Regions from separate parts of the Bos taurus genome. Here region 1 is linked to region 2. The links are chromatin contacts, called in public Hi-C maps. All regions are on one chromosome and are shown on one strand. Each heading gives the region's core, a stretch centred on a gene start, on an enhancer-like site or on the middle of the called end of the contact. The rest is flanking DNA. Distances are from core to core; before and after follow the strand shown.

Region 1 (7,629 bases), core at 2,004-4,503, 60 kb before region 2:
GGAAAATGAGGGCAGCGGGAAAGGGAAGAAGGCTGAGCCGACTCTGACAAGGAATTCTTCTAAGAAGGAGCCTAGGCTGTCCGCTTTGCTGTGGCAGGGACGTGGGGTGGGTGGATGTTACACAGCAGGAAAGGCTTCCTGACCGTGAGGAATATGCATTTAAGGAGGTGGTCTATTTATTAGAGTCGATTAGCCCTGGGACGTCTGTGCTCTGTTACCAGCAGTCAGCTGGGGCTGAGTGAGCAGGAAACTACCCACTTTCTAGGTCATGAAGTCTTTGGTGCTAGATGCCTCATTAACCCTGCATTATGAGATCCCTGGAGCCCTAAGGGAGGGGTGAGCAGCCACCATCCGGCCTTTGGGTGCCTCAGAAGTATGAGAGCAGATGGGAAATTTTCTGGGTCTCCCACTGGCCTGATGCTGCCCTAAGAGTGCTGGAGATAAGACTACAGAAGGAATTTTCTCAGCAAAGCCATGGATGAGCTGCTAAGTCACTTCAGTCATGTCCGACTCTGTGCGACCCCATAGACGGCAGTCCACCAGGCTCCCCCGTCCCTGGGATTCTCCAGGCAAGAACACTGGAGTGGGTTGCCATTTCCTTCTCCAATGCATGAAAGTGAAAGCGAAGTCGCTCAGTCGTGTCCGACTCTATCGACCCCATGGACTGCAGCTTACCAGGCTCCTCCGTCCATGGGATTTTCCAGGCAAGAGTACTGGAGTGAGGTGCCATTGCCTTCTCCGCCATGGATGAGAGCCTAATGCAATTGTTTTATTTATTACAAAAAATTTTTTAAACCATTTAAAAAATATTTATTTATTTGGGTCTTAGCTGTCATGCAGGCTCAGTTACCCCAAGGCATGTGAGACCTAAATTCCCTGACCAGGGGGTCGAAACTGTGTCCCTTGCATTGCGAGGTGGATTCTTAGATACTAGACCAAGGGGCAAGCCCCTAAATCATTTTTTAAAATGGAAGTATATTTAATTGACAATGTTGTGTTAGTTTCAAAAGTACAGCAAAATGTGGACTTCCGTGGTGGTCTAGTGGTTAAGACTCCATGCTTCCAATGCAGGATGTGGGGGTTTGATTCCTGGCTGGGGAAGGTCCCACATTGCTGGGTAGTGTGACCAAAAAAAAAAGAGAGAGAAAGAAGAGAAGATTGTGCAACAAAGTAATTCAGTTTTACATACACATATGTATATATAGATAAGAAAAGTCAAAGTGTTAGTCGCTCAGTGGTGTCTGACTCTTTGTGACTCCATGGACTGCAGCCCACCATGCTCTTCTGTCCATGGAATTCTCCAGGCAAGAATACTGGAGTGGGTTGCTGTTGTTTAATTGCTAAGTTGTGTCCGACTCTTTGCGACCCCATGGACTTGCAGCCCACCAGACTCCTCTATCCATGGTATTTCCCAGGCAAGAATATTGGAGTGGGTTGCTATTTCCTTCTCCAAGGGATCTTTCCGACCCAGAGATTGAGCCCAGGTCAATCTGCATTGCAGGCAGATTATATATAAACATATTCTTTTTCAGATTGTTTTCCATTATAGGTTATTACAAATATTAAATATAGGTCCCTGTACCATACTGGAGAAGGCAGTGGCAGCCCACTCCAGTACTCTTGCCTGGAAAATCCCATGGACGGAGGAGCCTCGTGGGCTGCAGTCCATGAGGTCGCTAAGAGTTGGACACAACTGAGCGACTTCACTTTCACTTTTCACTTTCACACATTGGAGAAGGAAATGGCAACCCATTCCAGTGTTCTTGCCTGGAGAGTCCCAGGGACGGGGGAGCCTGGTGGGCTGCCGTCTATGGGGTCGCACAGAGTCGGACACGACTGAAGCGACTTAGCAGCAGCAGCAGCACGTACTGTGCTCTAGGTCCTTGTTGTTCAGGATCGTATTGTTTTTTAAAGACTATGGCTCGGTTGGCCGTGGGAGGTCTGAAAGGTTATTCCACTTCAGGGACTTCCCTGTTGGTAGGAGTGGAGAGGTAAGTGAAAAGAGGAATATGAAAGACGGTGTCATGTCTCCTATCTGGGAAATCTTGAGCAAGAGGTAAAATCCCGACTAGGCTTGTTAGACTGGCTGTGACGATAGAGGGACAGGGGGATGGCTGAAATGACCTAGAAACTTTCTGGCCTTTTAAACTTTCTTGATAGACAGGTGAGAGGAGGGCCAAAGAGAGAGGTGTGTCTCCTTTTATTCCCCTCCCAGTCAACCAACTTCCGCCCAAGCCAGGGATCTGTCACAACTCGAGAGGTGGAAATTCTGGTTTCCCTTGCCCAGAGCTCCCAGTGCGGGCTTTGCCACTATGGGTACCTGGAGGGCCGCACTCCTGGCCCAGCCGGGCTGAGTCTCCTGTCCCCCACCTCTGGGGCCTGGGAGCCCTCCCTTCTTTCTCTTGGATGGCACCCCCCGCCCAAGAGTCTGGATACCTGGGTTCTATGCTGTGACTGGCTCAACGGTACGTGAGATGTGATGGCTGACTGGAGGGGTGGCAGACCAAGGGGAGGATTATGCAGAGACCAGGGGGACAGATAGCAGCAGCACTAAGACCAGAGAGACAGGGGGCAGCTGCAGAGGCTGGGAGACGACCAGCCTCTCCCTGCCCTGGGCCACTTTCCGTGTGATGCTACTAGTCAGCCTGGAGGGCTGGTCTCCCATCTCCTCTCTGCAAGAAGAGGCCTGTAGGCCTCAGAGTCAGAGAACAGAGCAGGCCGGTTCAGACCTGGTCTTCTTGTTTGGGTCATCAGAGGGTAGGGCTGAGTACAAGGCCCTGGGTATCAAGAGATCTGAAAGAGCCAGGAGAATCAAGTCTGAAGAATCTATACTGCGAGTGCAGGAATCTGCTCCCCAGAAAGTCCTGGAGCCAGGACCAGGCAGTGGTTTGGGATCTGGGCTATGGGAGGAGGAAAGGCAGAGTAGATAACAAGAAGGACTTCCTTGAGCGTAAGGTGAGGGAAGGCAGAGCCAGGCTATTGGTGCAAAGAGATCATAAGGGATGGGGAACAACTGGACTTCAATTCGGAGGGGAGAGTGGGGCAGAGTGAGGCCTGTGAGAATGATGGAAGTGAGACTCTCTGAGGGCACACTGGAGAGGAAACTGGCCCGTTCCCCTGCATCCCCCCCCCCGCCCCCTGCCATACACACTTCTGCTGCCTGGGGCTCTCTGATTGGTTCCCAGGGGGGATGTGGTAAGGACTGCTCACCCAGAGAGTACCCGGTGCCTGTTTCCCCAGAGACGTCCAGTGACAGCCCCTGGCTGAGCATGGCCCTTCCAGCCCTGGGCCTGGACTCCTGGAGCTTCCTGGGCCTTTTCCTCTTCCAGCTGCTCCTGCTGTTCCTGCCACCGGCGACAACTGCAGGGCGTGAAGGGCAGGGACCCACACCCAGGGTCAAATACCATGCAGGTAAGGATCTGACAGTCAGGAAGTAGGGGATGGCAGCCCCGGGCTGGAGGGGGTGGAGGAAGGAAAGAGAGAATGGAAGGAAAGGGGTAGGAAATTGGACTTGGAGAAACCACACTAGATAAGTCATGGAGAGGCAGAGGGCGTCAGGGAGAGAGAGACAGCCAGAAATAGAAATTCAGGCTGAGAAAGGAGTGAATGATGAAACTCACTTGGGGGAGAGACTGAGGAAAGGGAGGTGAGGAGAGCAGGGGGCCAGGGGCGTTGTGCCTTCTGGTTCTCCAGAGCTGGTGATTTCTCTTTCCCTCCTTCAGTGTCACTGTTATCAAACTGGGCACTTCAAACCCATAACTGCTTTCATGCCCCTAGGACATTTGAGGCTTAAGGGAATCCGTGGACCTGGTGACCCAGGACACGCAAGTGCACAGATGATGCTGGACCACGCTGTGTCCAATACTGTGGACACCAGGAATACAAGAACCCAGAGTAGCCTGGCTGGTATCTGGGCCCTGGGACCCTGTAGGCACAGCTTGACTGGTTTCTTACTGAGGCTGTGGGGGCTGCTGGCCTTCCACCTGCAGGGAAAAGACTCAGGAAAGGACATGGGCCCTGTCGGAGTTGCAGGGGCAGGGTCTCCTGGGCATGGCTGAGTCTTTTGCATCTTTCTGGGGCAACATGGTAAAGGAAATGCATGTTGCCCATTGATGGAAGGGCCTCCCTTGTGTTAGGTGCTGGGATTACAAGCATAAACCCTGCCCCCAAGGTGCTGATGGTCCCCAGGGGCAGGCAGGTGGGCTGTCACACAACCATACTTGAGGGTGATCAGTTCAGTGACAGAGGGGTTTATACAGCTCTGGGGAGGCCAGCCTCTCTGGCACCTTGCCACATGTTTCCCCAACTCCTCTTCGTGGTTGGTACTAAGATTCTCTGAGCCTCCAGAGCTAACAGTTAGCTCATCAGTCCTCTAATGCGAAAGTGCAAACGTGCTCATGAGAGAGAGAGTTTGAGAAGCTCATCTCTCCTCGCTGATGTGCCAGGGGCCCTATGTGCCAGGGGAACGGGCACACACGCCCACCTCCGCCACATCACAGTGATGGGGAGACCTCAGGGAATCTCCCACAGCCAGCCGAAATCCCCAGTCTGGGTGATATACAGGCGCCTGCAGGAAACTCAGGAGAAAAACATTTTCTTTCTGTTCCACCTATGGCAGTGGTTCTCATGGTAGAAATTTCCTGTAGAGGAGGGAAGGAAAGTGGGGTTGGTGAGTGGGACCCCTGAAACCCACAGTTACTCTGACACATAGTCCTATCTACCTCTAGCCTTCTTGTCTGTGGGTGCCAACACCTTCCTGTCTGTCTATCTGCTCTCTGCCCTCCCTGCCTGTGAGGACTGATGTGTCCTGCCCAGCCGCAGCCCCCTAGGCCTGAAAGAACATCCCTTATGCCTCACTTTATTTCCTGTCCCTTTGTCTGTCTCTTGAGTGTGGGGCACCCTCTGTCTGTCCCAGTCTGTTATTACCCTGAATCTGGTTGTCTTTCCTCTCCACTATGAGCTCAGCACCCAATGCTCCTAGGCTGTCAGCAGGATGGGGCAAAGCAGGGATCTGCTGCTGAAGAGTGGGTCCGGCTGCGAAGGCTGGGGGGAGCACACTCTGCCAACCCTTTCCTTCTCCTGCTTTTCTCTCATAAATCAGCTGCTTACCCACTGCCTTCTCATCACTCACCCCTTCTCACCACCTCTCAACAGGGGATGGACGCAGAGCTCTTAGCTTCTTCCACCAAAAGGGCCTCCAGGACTTTGACACTCTACTCCTGAGTGATGACGGAGGCACTCTCTATGTGGGGGCTCGAGAGGCCATTCTGGCCTTGAATATCGAGGATCCTGGGGTGCCAAGGCTGAAGAATATGGTGAGAGGCCAGGGAAAGGGTGCGGGCTGGAAGTGAGGAGGGGGCTGGCAGCTGCCCTGTGCCTGGACTGCCTATGCATGAATAACTACCCAATTTGCTGTTGCCTATAATCAGCAACGATTGGCAGGTCTTGGTGTGGACATATACACGTATGATTTTTATGACAGACAAGAAACACAAAAAAAATAAAAAAATAAAAAAAAAGAAAGAAAGAAACACAGCAGTGGCCTTACACTTCATGGGCACGATGAATACTGGTTGAATAATACTAATTGATAAAATGGCTGATACGGAAATTGACAAAGTGAAAGTGAAAGTTGCTCAGTCGTGTCCGACTCTTTGCAACCCCGTGGATAGTCCCTGGAATTCTCCAGGCAAGAATACTGGAGTGGGTAGCCATTCCCTTCTCCAGGGGATCTTCCCAACCCAGGGATTGAACCCAAGTCTCTTGCATTGCAGGCAGATTCTTTACCAGCTGAGCCACCAGGGAAGCCCAAGAATACTGGAGTGGGTAGCCTATCCCTTTTCAAGGGCCTCCTTCCCAACCTAGGAATTGAACCAGGATCTCCTGCATTAGCAGGCGGATTCTTTACCAGCTGAGCTACCAGGAAAGCCCCAATACTAGTTGCTAAAATGACTGATATGGAAATTGACCTATGAGAGAAACATTGACTCAAATTTATCAATAATGTGATATCCACCCACTGGAAGAAATCACTGAGGCTTCTGTGTTATAGTCACCCTACTCACAGGAATAATGTAAGGGAGAAAGGGAGAGGGAAGGAAAAAAGGGAGGGAGGGAGCAATTACTGAGCATCTCAACACAGTCTGTGTTGCTCAGCATGTGGTCTGTGGGCCACCTGCACATATGGGATGCGGATTAAAAATACAGTTTCTCTGAGGTGTGAGGAACCGAAAATTTTTAACAATTTCCCCAGGAAATGTGTTTTGTTTTGTTTCCAGCTGCTGCTTTGTATACCATGCATGGCATTAGGTGCTTTACATACAGAAATCTGTGCCATTGACCAAGATCACTCAACCAGTAAGTGGTTGAGTCTAGGTTCAAGCTCAGGTCTGATTCCATTGACCATGTTCTCACATGGAGCTGTGTCCTCATGAATATGAGTATCATTAGAGTAATAGCCAGGGTCACAAAGCGAGGTTCTTACAGCCTACCAGCATGTAACTAACCATTATGCCTGCTGGTGATTTCACACCAGAGCCAAGGAGCGGGTAGTAGGTCAGAGAGCTCAAGATCTCATTCCCTTCATCTCCCCTTTCCCAATGCCCTACTTCAGATACCCTGGCCAGCCAGTGACAGAAAAAAGAGTGAATGTGCCTTTAAGAGGAAGAGCAATGAGGTAAGTAGGGGTGGCGATACTGGGGCTCTGCAAGAGAGCCCTGGTGTCCCCAGGCCATCACTGGATGACCTTAGGTGAGGCAGGCAGCAGAGGATGCTTGTTTGAGTGATCGTGTTCTAGAGGATCATGATCACGTGGCCTGCTGTTCTATAAAGACCTATGGGGACTGCCTCAGCACTGTCCAGCCCTTCTCCCTCCTGGCAAGTGAGGGAGCAGTCCTCCAGGGGCCGGGAGTCTGGGGCAAGTGTTCTGGAGGCCTGAACTGTCTCTCTCCCCCAGACACAGTGTTTCAACTTTATTCGTGTCCTGGTATCCTTCAACTCCACCCACCTCTACGCCTGCGGCACGTTTGCCTTCAGCCCTGCTTGTACCTTCATTGTGAGTTATCTGGCGCCGGCTCTCAGGCCCCGCCTCACCTCCACCCCAGCTCATCCTCTGCAGCTCTGAAAAACTCTGATGTTGCGGCCCAGGGTCCTTGTGAGCTTCCGAGCTCCAGGTCAATTTTCCTCTGCACCCCCTACCCCTTCCTCCCTCGTGTCCCTCCTTTCCCAGACGTGAGACTCTGGCGTTCTGGCCCCCCCAGCCACTTCCCCCCCTCTAGGAACTCCAAGATTCCAGACTGTTGCCCATCTCGGAGGACAGGGTTGTGGAGGGGAAAGGCCAAAGCCCCTTCGACCCCACCCATAAGCACACGGCTGTCATGGCAGGTGAGTATCGGTTTCCCTGGTCCATCCCAATAACTGCTTTCCCTGGTCACTCTGTGACACAGGGAATCTGACAATTTCCTGAAAGGCAAGAGGACAAAGGGAGGGGAAGCCAGGAGCCTCAGAGCATAAAATCAGAGGGAGTATCAGGTACCCCAACCAGATGAAGCTGCCACAAAGGAGGTGGGGCAAGATGGATGTGGAGGGATGCACAGAGATGGGAGGGTCCTGGAAGGGTCTCAGACAGGA
Region 2 (7,375 bases), core at 3,535-6,034:
GTGGTCTCGTGGTTAGGACTCCACTTCCACTGCCCAGGGCATAGGTTCTTTGATTCCTGGTCTAGGAACTAAGATCCCACAGGCCCCAAGATGTGGCCAAAGGCATGCGCGCACGCGTGTGTGTAGAGAGAGAATATACTCATTTTAAAAATGGTCTTGATTGAGCCATTCATTTCATTTTAAAAATCTCTCATCACAAAACAACAAAATTCTATAAAGCAATTATCCTTCAGTTAAAAAATAAATAAATTTTTAAAATACATTAAAAAGTTAAAAAAAGAAAAAATCTCATCACAACTGTTTATATCTCTTTTTTCCCATTGTCTGTCTTTGTTACATTATATATAGGGGTTATTATTTTTTGTTAGATGCAAGGGAGTTTATTCTAAGAGAAATGGAAAGTCATTGATGTTTTTAAGGCATGAGTGATCCTTTTGTGTGTGTGTGTGTGTGTGTGTGTGTGTGTGTGTGTGTGTACTTAGGAGATGGCTCTCCACGGGCTTAAAAATCTATTTATTTGTAATGCTCTGATACAGTGATTGATCTTTTAAAGGTACTCTGACTGCTGTGCAGGATATTAATGGATTGTTGGTAGGATTACCTTAAGGTCTTTCTAGGCTTCTAGACTCTGATTTTTTTTTTTTTTTTCTTTTTGCGACCTCAACCCATATCATGACAGATATATTTAAAAAGCATTGAGTGTCTTGACTGAGGTGGTGGTTATGCAAGGTTACACATGTGGTAAAGATACACAAATAGAAACAAATGTATGTATAACTGTTGAAATCTGAATGAGTTCTGTGGATTGTACCAGTGTCAGCTTCTTGGTTTTGATATTGTACTATGGTGTGTAAGATGTTAACATTGGGGAGAGCACATTTCTTTGCAGCTTCCTCTAATCTATTACTATTTCAAAATAAAATTGTCAAAAAATTTACATCATAAAAAGTACAAAAAATATCTATGCAGCATGTTCAGTAGAAAACAGTTGAAAACCACCAAAAATGTTCAACATTTGAAGGATGGTGGTTACGTAGGTATAATAACTATCTAGTAAAATCCTGTTGAGGGCAGTCCAGTGGTTAAGACACCATGCTTCCACTGCCCGGGGTGTGCAGGTTTGATCTCTGGTCGGGGAACTAAGATCTCCTATGCCACATGACTATGGAGTTATTTAAAATTCCATTTTGAATAATACTGACTTATGGAAAAAATGATCATGTTATAACGGTAAGTTTAAAAATCAGGTTATGTCATGGGGAGAAGTATCTGTATCCCATATTAAATATAATTTTTATCTAGTCATATTAAAATTGTAGTTGACTAGGTGATGTGTTATATTTTTTATTACTCTAAGATGACACTTATTAGGTCAGTGTTGAGCTTTTATTTTTGAAGCCGTTCCCATTATTTTTAAGTCTAAATCATCTTGTCTGCCCTACTTGTCAGGTCACGGTCCTGTGCCTGGGATGCTAACTGCATGGTAGGAGCTGAAACAGTCCAGATAAGAGATGGTGTAGATGAGAGGGGTGGGTGGATATGAGCTGATCAGAGAGAGAATCGGATTGGATTGGAAGGGAAGGTGAGGGGGAGGGGACCTCCAGGAGGATGCTGCCTCTTCCTGATGGTGGTTGAGTGCAGTTTTACCATCTACTGAGATGAGGAAGAAACACTCCCCCGTGAGTTGGGGGAGAGAAATGAGTCCGGGGTTGGAGATCAAGACCTCTGTTTGGATAGTTTCAGTTGGAGATGCAGGGCAGCCACACTTGTGTATCTCAGCTCCTTTGCCCCCTCATCCTCCTACCCCACCAGCTGTGAAACCCACCTTCAGGGTCCTGACTGCACTCCTCTGCCCCTGCACTCAACCTCTGAGCAGCTGTAGAGTCTCACCCATGGTGGAAAATGGTGCTTCCACACAGCCATGTTCTTGGGATTCATCTGGGCGCTCAGCGAGCCCATTATCCTCATGTCTCCTGTCAGCTCTCTTCCCCTTCTCCACAGAAGTATTAATATTTAAAATGTTTACCCTGTCCCCCAGGCCCTTCCCCTGCTACCTCTACACGCTCACTGAAAACGGCCTCAACACCTGGTCCACAGAGAGAATAGAGACACCAGGCAGGGGTTCAGACGCCTGTAAACTTGGCTGGGATGCCTGGTCTTGCATCCTCCTAGCTCCCTCCCTGTCAGTGTCCTTCCCTTCACATCCCAGGCTGTGACCTTGGGTCTCTGCATTCCCAGCTTCTAGTTCTCCATCTCCAGTTTTTTCCCTCTGCTTAGGGGATTTTGACACCATTCTCCTAAAACCTTCGTTTCAAGGTCAATAATAACTCTTTGTTGTTAAATACTTTGGATTTTTTTTCATCTTTAATGTACGTGCTCTCCTTGTAGCATTTGACACTATTAACCACTTGTCTGTCCTTGAAATTTCTCCCTTGGCTTCCAACACCATCCTCTGTCCTTTACCGCACTGGCTGCTCCTTCTCGGGCTCTTCTTCGTCCACTTGTCCCTTAAATGTGCGAGCATTGCCCTTCTCCTGCTTCACCGGCACGTGTGCAGATCACAGCCCATTTGGTATCTTGCTGTGCTGAAAGCCCTTCAGTGGCTGTTCATCGCTCCTTACTGTGGCTTTCAAGGCCCCGCATGTTCTAGCCCCTGCCTGCCTCTTGTTCCCCTCTGCAGCTATACTTGGTCATCCTAACCTTCTCATTCCCTAGAGTGTCAAGAGCTTTCCTGCCTCAGGCTGTTTGCACTTGATGTTTGCTCTGCCAGAAATGGTTTTCTTGATCTTCTCTAAAGCCACCTTTCTCCCCTGGTTATTCTTTATCACAACACCTTATTTCATTCCTTTGTAAAGACTTACCATAGTATGTTGTTCTGTTGTTTGTTTGTGGTCTGTCTTCCCCACATGAAACGTAAGATCCTTGAGGACAGGATCTTATCTGTCTTATTCATCACTCTCTGCTCATTGCTTATTATGGTGCCTGGCACATAGTAAACATTCAGTAAATAGCTTTGGAATAAGTGAGGATTCTCAAGCCACATCTTTCTCCCGAGCTTCAGGCCTCTATCTTTAACAGTCTACTACTAGAAATCTCTACTTGGTATCCCACAGAACCATCACGTTCAGCAAAACAGGATTTCTCTTCCCTCTGTGGTCCCCACATTGGTTGAAAATACCACCATCTACTCATTCTCTAGGCCAGAGATTTGGGATTCCTCATTGACCCCTTGCTTCCAGTCAGCCACCATGCCCTGTTGGTTTCAGCCTGTCTCCTCAATCTCCTCTCCATCGTCATGCAAATGCTTCAGTCCAGGCCCTCACTGTCTCTCATAGAATTATTGCACCAGCTTCCAAAATGGCCCTCCATCCTCAATCTTGCTCCCTCCCTCCAGTCTATGGCTCAGATTTGAGCATGTCCTTCTGCTTATAATGTTCAGTTGGCTCAGGACTGCTCAGCTCCTTAGCTTAGTGTAAAGGCCATTCACCCCTTGGCCCTTCCCATCTCTCCAGCTGTGATCAGGGCCGTGGGTGTGCAGCAAGGCACACTTGGTGTGCAAACACACCACCCGCTCTTTCCACTTGCTTTTTCTCATTGCTAGAACGCCCTTCCCCTCTCTCAGTTAAGTAGGAACTTACGGCTGGCTTCCACCTAGAAAGGGCTCAACAAATGTCATGTATGAATACAGCCTTTTAAGATGTATCCAAATGCTTGACCCTCTCCCAAGTCATTAAAAGTCCTCAATCCCAAAGACCAAGAATTTATACAGAGGACAGGAATCTCTACAGAGTAAAAGCTGGTCTATTCACATGTCAGTTATCCAAAGGGATATTTCAAACTGCAGATTGAATTCCCCTACAACTCATGTTTTTCCATCCATGTTAGCTTGACCAGAGGGGCAAATTATATGATACACTCCAGAGTGACTGGGAGATTATTGGCCTCACTGGGCTGTCAGACCTCACAGACCCATACCCCTGTCTTCAGTTAGGGTGTCTTCCTTTCACTGGATCAGCTGAGGCAGAGACGTCCAAATCTGTCCTCTCGTAGGCTTCAGGACATAGAAATGTGGCCCCGTTGGAGCTTACCATATGTGACCTCTCCCTTATCTTCTGAAAATGAAGGGTTCATTTTGTCCATACAGCCTCCTGGACCTTGAGAAACAGCTGTTTTCCTGTTTAGCTAAAGCAAGTAGATGAGGTTTGCTGTGTTTTGTTATAAATCAGGACCCGCCAAGAGAGACAGTTGATTAGAGTTGGTGTTGGTGGGGCCCCGGTAGAAGTTGGCACCATTGAGGGCACGCCCAGTCTGCCACAGGTCCCCACGGCCCCCGGCAGTGGTGCCACGTGCGGTGTTCGTCCCGGGGGCACTGAGGGAGTGAGCGGTGACTGACAGTTCTTGAGTCTGAGGTGCCAGACTGGCCCAGTGCCTGTCCGGGTGCCGTTCCTGCCCAACACGTGCTACAGAGGGTGATGTGTAGAAACTGACTTGAAGCCTGTGTCTGACAGGGACCAAGGAAGGAGAGCTAATCGCATGTGTACGTGAACTGGTTGAGTTTTAAACGAATGGCAGAGACTGTTGGTGTTCATAGGAAACAGTTCTTCACAGGAAAAAGAGTGGTTTGATATTTAAAATATTCTGATTAAGTAAGTGCTTCAGAAATATCTCGCACTCTTTGAATGTGCAGATGACGCGTGCTGTTGGCAGCAGCTAGTTTCTGAAGTGTGGGTGTGACTCACAGACTGCGGTGTGTGGCTTCAGCCCGTTGTGCTGATTGTCTGCTCTTCGTGTGTTTCCAGATCACCCACCTCACCCTGTCCCCACTGTGTCGGCCGCCACCTCAGCTGTGCCTCCTTAGTCCCCCTCCCAGCAGCCAGAGGGGTTTCTAACATACAGATCTGATCTTGCCCCAGCCCTGCCCAAAGCCCCCTCCTCCAGCTCTTCCTATCATGATACGCTGTAGACTGTGTGTGTCTGACCCACCAGCCTGCAGACTGTGTGGCGGCCAAGGACGCCTGACCCAGAGCTGACGGCTCCACCATGTCCCAGCTCTGTGACCTTGGGCAGGCTCCTCTCTGCCTCAGCGTCTGCATCTGAAAAATGGGCACGGCGAGAGTAGACCCTTCCTCAGTTACCATGAGGACTAAGTGAGTTGCTTCACGTAGAGTGCCTGGCTCAGGCGGCACCCCGTGCGTGTTTCTCGTCACGGCATCTGCACCCCAGGCGCGCGTGCACTCTAATCTTCACGCTGCTGCCGGGCCTTCTGTCCTTCCCTCAAAGACTCCTGCTGCTCTTGGATGTTTCTTCCTCTAGGGAACCCTGTGGTTGGTCACATCATTGCAAATATTTTCTCCCACTTCGTAGGTTGTCTTTTCATTTCGTTTCTGATTTCCTTTGCCGTGTGAAATCTTGTAAGTTGGATTAGGTTCCATTTGTTTATTTTTGCTTTTATTTCTGTTGCCTTTGGAGACTGACCTAAGAAAACATTGGTATGATTTGTGTCAGAGAATGTTTCGCCTATGTTCTTTATTAGGAATTTTTTGGTGTTAGGTCTTATATCTAAGTCTTTAAGCCATTTTGAGTGTATTTTTATGTATGGTGTGAGCAAATGTTCTAGCTGGATTTACATGCGGCTGACTGACCTCTTATTTTCATCAGGGAACACTTCTGGTTTTTATTGCCCCCCTTTCTTTCTCAGTCCTGAGGCTGAAAAGGGGGAAGGGGGAAAGACCAAGCAGCGAAATATTTCTTTCTTCTCTTTTCTTTCTTTCTTTTTTTTTTCATTTTAGAGAAACATTTCTTAATAAAACAGGGCGGCTGTACAGGTGGCGGGTGGCAGGTGGAGAGCATGGGTTTCTGTCACAGTGCTCCCCAGCTTCTGTATATTTGTATTGCTGTCTTCACCCTCCATGCCTTTATTGAACGAAAACGCCAGTTCTCACCCGCCCTCTGGTGGACAGTCTGTGGAACAGGCGGGCAGGCAGGCAACAAGCTGGTTACCGTGGAGGAGGGCGCACCGGGTTTCTTTAGCACTAGTACACATGAGAAGGCAGTGGCGCCCCACTCCAGTACTCTTGCCTGGAAAAGCCCATGGACGGAGGAGCCTGGAAGGCTGCAGTCCATGGGGCCGCTAAGAGTCGGACACGACTGAGCGACTTCACTTTCACTTTTCACTTGCATGCATTGGAGAAGGAAATGGCAACCCACTCCAGTGTTCTTGCCTGGAGAATCCCAGGAACGGGGGAGCCTGGTGGGCTGCCGTCTCTGGGGTCGCACAGAGTCGGACACGACTGAAGTGACTTAGCAGCAGCAGCAGCAGTACACATGTTTACTTGTCTATGCCTCTGTCTTTCCATTCCTGCACAATTTATCTGCGTATGTAAACTGACAGATTGACTAGCCACTAGAGCTTGATTTTGACCTTAAATATTTTAAGTTAAACATATGTGAAAACTCAGTTTACAGTGAGGTTGTTTGGTTTTGTTTTGTTTTATATATGGAAGCACTGAGTCTTAGTTGCTGCATGCAGGATCTTTTTAATTGCAGCATGCAGGATCTAGTTCCCTGACCAGGGATAGAACCCAGGCCCCCATCAGAGAGATGTGGAATCTTAACCACTGGACCACCAGGGAAGTCCCTGCGATTAATTTTTAGTGCTGTGAATGACATGCTTTTTTGGTGAGTTCAAAAACAGTGATGGTGACTCAGATATTGCATAATAAGAGGAAGAAACAGGTTAAAATCAGTGAATGTATAGTCATCTCTGTTTTGAAATTCAGTAAATGCAGTTTTTAAAGTTACTTGCAGCACTATTTACAACAGCCAGGACATGGAAGCAACCTAAGGTCTATTGACAGAGAAATGAATAAAGAAGACGTGGTACATGAATACGATGGAATACGGCTCAGTCACAGAAAGAAACGAAATTGGGTCATTTGGAGAGGTATCGATGGACCTAGAATCTGTTACACAGAACGAAGTAAGTCAGAAAGAGAAAAACAAATATCGTACATTAACGATATATGTGTTTTATATATATAGCCAGTGTGTATGAGGAATCCAGAAAAATGGTGCAGATAAACCGAGTTCCAAGGCAGGAGCAGAGACAGACATAGAGAGCGGACTGTGGGCGCAGCGGGGGAAGGAGAGGGCGGCATGAATTGGGAGGTGGGGTTTGATATAAATACACTGCCATGTGTAAAACAGGGAGTTAGTGGGAACTGGCAGTGTGATACAGGGAGCTCAGCGTGGTGGTCTGTGAGGCCCTAGAGTGGCGGGGTGGGGCCGGGCTGGAACGTCTGAGGGAGCAGATATATGCGTACATACAGCTGATTCACTTCTTATACAGCAGGAAGTTACAACATTGTAAAGCAGT

Evidence for each region. Hi-C and Micro-C count contacts between places; a contact is called where the count stands out from the background.
Region 1: a Hi-C map of an unstated tissue shows a contact between it and region 2, with 2.4 times the contacts expected there. The contact joins the promoter of SEMA4A here to the enhancer-like site in region 2. A contact is called at or near these places in 2 of 11 Hi-C or Micro-C datasets (skeletal muscle and an unstated tissue).

Annotation. Positions count from the first base shown.
Region 1 is chr3:14,621,614-14,629,242 of ARS-UCD2.0, reverse strand. It overlaps SEMA4A (semaphorin 4A), which reads left to right and starts at 3,253. Exons shown (of 14, transcript NM_001075440.1): 1 at 3,253-3,411; 2 at 5,155-5,315; 3 at 6,614-6,676; 4 at 6,956-7,054; 5 at 7,278-7,383. The coding sequence starts at 3,270.
Region 2 is chr3:14,562,955-14,570,329 of ARS-UCD2.0, reverse strand. All of the region lies in intron 1 of PMF1 (polyamine modulated factor 1), which reads left to right. Among named protein-coding and RNA genes, the nearest start is that of PMF1, 9.0 kb to the left of the region's middle. Within about 2 kb of position 4,784, at least 35 of the 102 cell types and tissues checked have an H3K27ac peak or open chromatin away from gene starts, as enhancers often do. A contact at or near this core is called in skeletal muscle, where this site is marked.